Regions from separate parts of the Sus scrofa genome. Here region 2 is linked to region 1. A link is a contact called in public promoter capture Hi-C data. All regions are on one chromosome and are shown on one strand. Each heading gives the region's core, a stretch centred on a gene start, on an enhancer-like site or on the middle of the called end of the contact. The rest is flanking DNA. Distances are from core to core; before and after follow the strand shown.

Region 1 (2,966 bases), core at 120-2,619:
ACATGGGTATAGAGTCTGCAATTGATTGCATAAGTAGGGGAGCAAAAACCCAAATCCAAGTGATTGAAGCATCTACCTGCAATTTTAATTTTGTAACCTCACAAATTTGGGTTACAGTGAAAGTGGGGAAATGGAGGTAGAAAGATGTGAATAGGGTAAAAACAAGGCATATTATCTTGGCTTTGTTATCCATAGCCTTAATTGCTAGGCCACCAGGGAATTTCTATTTAGCCGTGTGTGTGTGTGTGTGTGTGTGTGTGTGTGTGTGTGTGTGTGTGTGTGTGTTTAGGGCCTTATCTGGAGCATATGGAAGTTCCCAGGCTAGGAGTTGAATTGGAGTGGTAGCCAAGGCCCAGCCTCAGCCACAGCAACCCAAATTCCAGCAGTATCAGCAGATTCTTAACCCACTGAGTGAAGCCAGGGATTGAACATGCATCCTTATGGATACTAGTCAGGTTCTTAACCTGCTGAGCCACAACAGGAACTCCTAGCTCTTTTTCATAAGCACAATTAAAAAAAAATAGGAGAAAAGAGTAATTCCCTGTGGGAAGGGGAGAGGAAATGTGGAAAGAGGTTAGGTGGGAGGTCTTAATAATGTAAACAAGCACTGCCCCAATACAGGACTTAGTACTGCCGTACATCAGAGAGACAGTAATTACTTATCTCAGGAACACAAGTTATAACTAAGTTGTTGTCAAAGAACATTCAATGGAGAAGTCAGGAATATGAAAAAAATGTATTGGTGTGCCACAAATGCATCAGATGGCCTGGTCTTCCTTCTTTCCCGGCTCCAAGATGTTCAAAATGCTATCCTCTCTCTGGCTATGGTGGTGCTTTTCCAAAAAGGTTGGAACCCAGATTATGGAAGGTGCCAAAGTTGTATGTCTCAGCTACTCCAAGTCGCCTAAGGCATTAGCACCAGAGCACTCTAAAATACTGTGTCCCTAAGGACAGTCGGGGTTTCTTCACAAAATAGCAGTCTCTGGGCTGATATTCCAAAAGCGCAGATAGTGATGCTCCAGTCCACCAGCCAAGGAAAGAGTATGCTCTGCGGTGACTCCTCAAACCTTTAAGCCTAAAATACAGGCTTAATGACCTAGTTAAATTAGCTTACGCTGCCTTCCTGACATCCGTAAGAAAAGCCTTGCGGGTAAATCTGGATTTTATCAAATGAGACTCCACGGCAAACAAGCCGGGAAAGGCACCTCGTTATCTAACTTTCTGATTGGTCCTTTCGGTCTCCAGTCAGAAGCCCGCAACCGCGACTCCCTGGCGCTTGCGCATCACCTACTTCCGGCCGAGGAGCACGGTGTACCGGCCTTTGTCGTCCGGGGGGAATTCCTACCGCACTTTCCTGGGCGTCGGGTCTTCTCTTTTGCCATGGCTCCGGACACAGGTCCATTTGCTGAAGGGCCACTCTTAAAACTGCTACCCGTGGACCCTGGGGACCAGGGCACCCAACGCTGTCGCCTGGGCCCAGCTGCCCTCCGCTCCTTGGGCGCGCACCTGGGCTCAGTGGTGAAGATCTCCCTGCCTAATGGCGGCTCTTGCCTCTGCACCTCCTGGCCGCGGCGGGACAGAGCAGACGGCTTTGTGCAATTGGATCTGCAGTGCGCGAGCCCAGGGGCTGCTATGGGAGATCCGGGGGCCCGGGGGAGTCTCAGCCTGAGCTGCCTCCGTTTAGTGCCCTGCCCACCGCTTCGGCGCCTCGCGGTGTGGCCGGCGTTGCGGGAACGGGCAGGCGCGCCGGATTCCCCAAATCCGGCCGCGGTGCTGGAGGCGGCCCAGGAGCTGTTGAGGAACCGTCCAGTCTCTCTGGGCCACGTGGTCGCTGCTCCTCCGGGCACGCCCGGCCCGGTGGCAGCCCTGCACATCGTGAGCGGGGCGCCAAGCCCCGATCCGGCGGGCCTGGTCACCCCTCGCACCCACATCGGTCTCAGCGGAGTGCCTCCATCGGAATCGGAGCCGCCGCCCGAGGTGCCCCTCGGGGGCCTTGCGGAGGCGGCCGACTCGCTGCGGGAGCTCCTCCGCCTGCCGCTCCTCTACCCCCGCTCCTTTGCCTCCCTTGGGTTAGCAGTGCCCCGCGGTGTGCTCCTGGCTGGCCCCCCCGGAGTGGGCAAGACCCAGCTCGTGCGGGCAGTGGCCCGGGAGGCGGGCGCAGAGCTGCTGGCAGTGAGCGCTCCCGCGCTGCAGGGCGCCCGGCCGGGGGAGACCGAGGAGAACGTGCGGCGGGTCTTCCAGCGCGCCCAGGAGCTGGCCGGCCGCCGGCCCACCCTTCTCTTCTTGGATGAGGTGGACGCCCTATGTCCTCGGCGGGGCGGCCCACACCAAGCCCCCGAGAGTCGCGTGGTGGCCCAGGTGTTGACATTGCTAGACGGCATCAGTGGGGACCGCGAGGTGGTGGTTGTTGGATCGACCAACCGGCCGGACGCGCTAGACCCAGCGCTGCGCAGACCTGGAAGATTTGACAGAGAGGTAAAATAGCTTGGCCACTGGGAACATCGCTTCCATCTATTCCTGGTAGGCTGACCCGAGGCGTTTGCCGCGTAGGTTTGGACGTCGCTGAGGCTGGAGTGGAGTTCTTTGTAATGCAGAGAACCTGTTCTCTGGTCCCTAAGTGATCTTTGAGCCGAAGACAACCCCCACCCCCTCCAATCTCTCCAGTCAGAGTGTTCTGAAAAGCAAAGTGGCCATTAGGGTTTAGTTGTGCAGTTTCTGAAGATGAATGCTGTAATCAGTAATTTTGGTTTTTAAGAGAACTAGGATGGCTACAAGGATGTTAAACTCTTAACGGACTTGTAATTAGAATTTGAAGTAAAAGGATAGCCTCAAGAAACAAATGTGTTGAAATAAGGGAGAAGGCAGGGAAGAAGTGAGTCAGAGCAGACAAATTACCTTTTCTAGATTTATTCATTCCTTGTCTGTACGCCGGCATCCTATCCCACAGTTGCTCCCTGAGTTGCTGG
Region 2 (2,966 bases), core at 287-2,786, 370 kb before region 1:
TTTCCTAGCCTTCTAAATCTCTTGTCCCCAGCCAACAACCTTCAAGATAGTTTCAAAGTTCTACTGCTCAGGAGAAAACAAATATTTTTTGCACTCCCAGTGTGGCAGTTTTGTCATTATTTCAGTGACTTTTGCTTTGGTTCTGGTGTTCTGTTTTCTTGATTTAAAACTCAAGAAGTGTCTACTTCAAGTAGCCCTTGAGCCAGTCATGGGGCTGTCTCCATCTTCAGCTTTACTCATTGAAAAGAAATGCTGGGAAACTGTGAGGAAACCCCATAAGGCAAAGAGGGGAAGCTGAGTTTTAAATTTAGGTGCATGAGTAAAGGCAGGCAACCCCTAGTTAGTCACCTCTCCAAAGCCTGCTCAGAAGCTGAGTGCAAGAGCAGCCTGGGGAACTAGCCAAGCACAGCCAGACCTTGTGGGAGGTATCTCAAAGCAAAGAACACTACTGACTCTGTGAGTCCACCGCAAAATCCATCCCATTGTTTTGTTATACCTTGTAATACCACCCCCTCCTTCCCCTTTTGTCATTATTGGCATTCCAGAGCTTGATTCATGTCATCATCAATTTTTTTTCTTTTATTTTGAATTTAAGAAATGAGGCCTTAGCCTCAGTGGGCTTCCAATGGTTTTGTGGAAGAGATAATCACTAGTGAAAGTACAGGCTGTGTCCCTTATGTGGGGCATACAATAAGTACCACACTGAGACATCTTCAGGGGGAGAGATGCTGGGAAAAGTCTCCTGGTAGAGGTAAGAGGATCTGGTGGAGTGTCTGGGGAAGGGGTAGAGGCTGTAGATAATGAAATCCCTACACTGTCTTCAAAATCCTTAAAGAAGGGAGGGGCCTTTATAGACATGCTTTTCAAGAGGGCAGTTCTCTCCCCTTTAGAGTAAAACTTCAAAACTTTGCTGTTTCTTGAAGGGGAGAGAGACTTGAAGGAAGAATTTGGACAGAAATCCTGCTTGTAATATTAGAAGCAGAGCTGGTTAAGAGAAAGAGGCTCACATATTTCATTTCACAGCTTCTTTGCACTGATGCATCGGGCCCATGGAATGATGCACAAATTCATTCATTCACTTCTTCTGGTGCTAGGCACTTTGCTGGATGCTGGGGACACCAGGCTAGTTGCACGCTCTGTCAGTGCAACACCTCTTCCCCAGTTGTAGATGTGCCCTACCTGCAGCCTAAGCATTCTTAATGCTAATAATACAGACCCTCAGGCCTCAGCTTAGACTAGATTTACTATATCAAAATTTCAGTGCTTGTCTTGAGAAACTGCCCCATACTGCCTACCCCCCCCCCCCCCTTCTGCAGCTGAAGTTTGAGAACACTCGTCTGTGGAGCTGTTACCTCCGCAGGTTACTTTCAGGGCAGATTTGTCTGCTTGGAGGTGAGGCAAACAGTGTGCTGCCAACGGAGCTAGGTTAAGTCGGTCTTTGCTGCCCCTCCCTTCCCTTCCCTACCCCCTCCCCACCCCACAGGCTGATCCTGGGAGGGAGCAGAGCAGCCCCGCCCCTCCACGCTAGCCCCGCCTCGGCTGTCGGGGACTAGGAAGCCCCGCCCCTCGCTGGCCGCGAGCTCTTAGTCAAATCCCGGCCTCTGGCCCCTCACCCCTAACCCGAGACCGGGCTGCCAACCGATTCACCTCGCGACCTGCGGACCGCAACCTCGACCTGAGAAAGAAAGAGCGACATGGCGGCGGCCAAGCCCGAGAACCTCTCCCTGGTGGTGCACGGACCTGGAGACCTGCGCCTGGTAAAACTGGAATGGGAGTGGAGAATCTAGCCTGCCCCTGTCTTACTCGCCTGCAAGCCAAAACGCGGTCTCAGGTCATCAGTTCCAGCGTGGTGCGGGCCCCATTCTGCACGCCCTGGACGACCAGATCCGAGCTGGTTACCATGTTGGGGGGAGGGGGAGGGTTGGCGGTGGCCGAGGGTTCCACGGTGCTAAGAGCAGGGTTTTTGTCGCGTGCTTCCTGGAAACTAGCCACGTGGCCAGAGCCCGGACAGTTGCAAAATGATTGAAGCCTCCTCTCTCTTTTGCCAGCTGCAGATTCATAGTACAAGCCTCTTGTCGTTGCGCTTTGCAGGAGAGGCTGCCTGACTTAGGACATGCTGTGAATTTCTCCACTGGGCAGACAGTGCAGGAAAGAAAGGGAAGCCAGAGAGACACTTAAAAGCTGTGGAACTTGTATTTAATCTCTCTTGCTTGGGGCTGATAAAGCCTCCTTTGTAGGATTATCGTGATCAGCAGAGTACCCAGCACTTAATAGATACTCAGAAGTGCCAGCTCCTGGGAGTGTTTTTGTGTTAATGATCCAGACAGTGTCACTGCAGCGGCCGGTCTGGTTCAGTCCCTGGCCCAGGGATTTAAACAAGTCCTGGGTATGGCCAGAAAAAAAAAAAGAAGAAGAAGAAGTGCCAGCTCCTTCCTCTTTTCCTGCTAGCAAAGGCGTCCATCTCCAGGACTCTTGGTGTTCCCTATACCTGTGCCATCTCCACCACTCTACTACTTTATTCCTTACTTCCCTGAGTCCATGTCTAGTTCACCTTGCAGCCATTTTCCTTCCTGATCCTGCTCCCCTCTCCCTTTAAGAGCATTATGTATGTGTCTGCTCCACCCTGGACTCTGCCTCTGCTCCCTGGCTCCTGAGGCCAAAGTTTGGGAGCTGAAGAATCAGCTCTGTGGTTGTGCCAGGGCTCTCTTGACAAATCCATCTCAGATGGGCCTGGGTAGTATTATGTGGGATGGTTGCTAGCCATATCTGCTATTCCCTAGCACTTCCTCCCCCTTCTAGATTGGAGAGACTCAGAAAATTATCCAGATTAGCAGTTCTTGATTACTTGAGAATCTGTAGTCTCTCTCCCCATAGATGCAAACAGATTGAGTTAGGCAGTAATTTCAGAATTTATGAACTTCCTTTAAGCCCCTTCTCCAAAGACCCTTTAGAGGTCTGTGAATCCC

The links. Promoter capture Hi-C pulls out the DNA fragments that hold promoters and counts their contacts.
Region 2: a promoter capture Hi-C map of fetal liver shows a contact between it and region 1, with 2.6 times the contacts expected there. The contact joins the promoter of SORD here to the promoter of SPATA5L1 in region 1. A contact is called at or near these places in 1 of 5 promoter capture datasets (fetal liver) and 1 of 2 datasets of contacts at active chromatin or transcription factors (alveolar macrophages).

What each region holds. Positions count from the first base shown.
Region 1 is chr1:126,333,596-126,336,561 of Sscrofa11.1, reverse strand. SPATA5L1 (spermatogenesis associated 5 like 1) reads left to right here and starts at 1,369. Exons shown (of 8, transcript NM_001177911.1): 1 at 1,369-2,475. The coding sequence starts at 1,381.
Region 2 is chr1:126,699,654-126,702,619 of Sscrofa11.1, reverse strand. SORD (sorbitol dehydrogenase) reads left to right here and starts at 1,536. Exons shown (of 9, transcript NM_001244162.1): 1 at 1,536-1,757. The coding sequence starts at 1,695.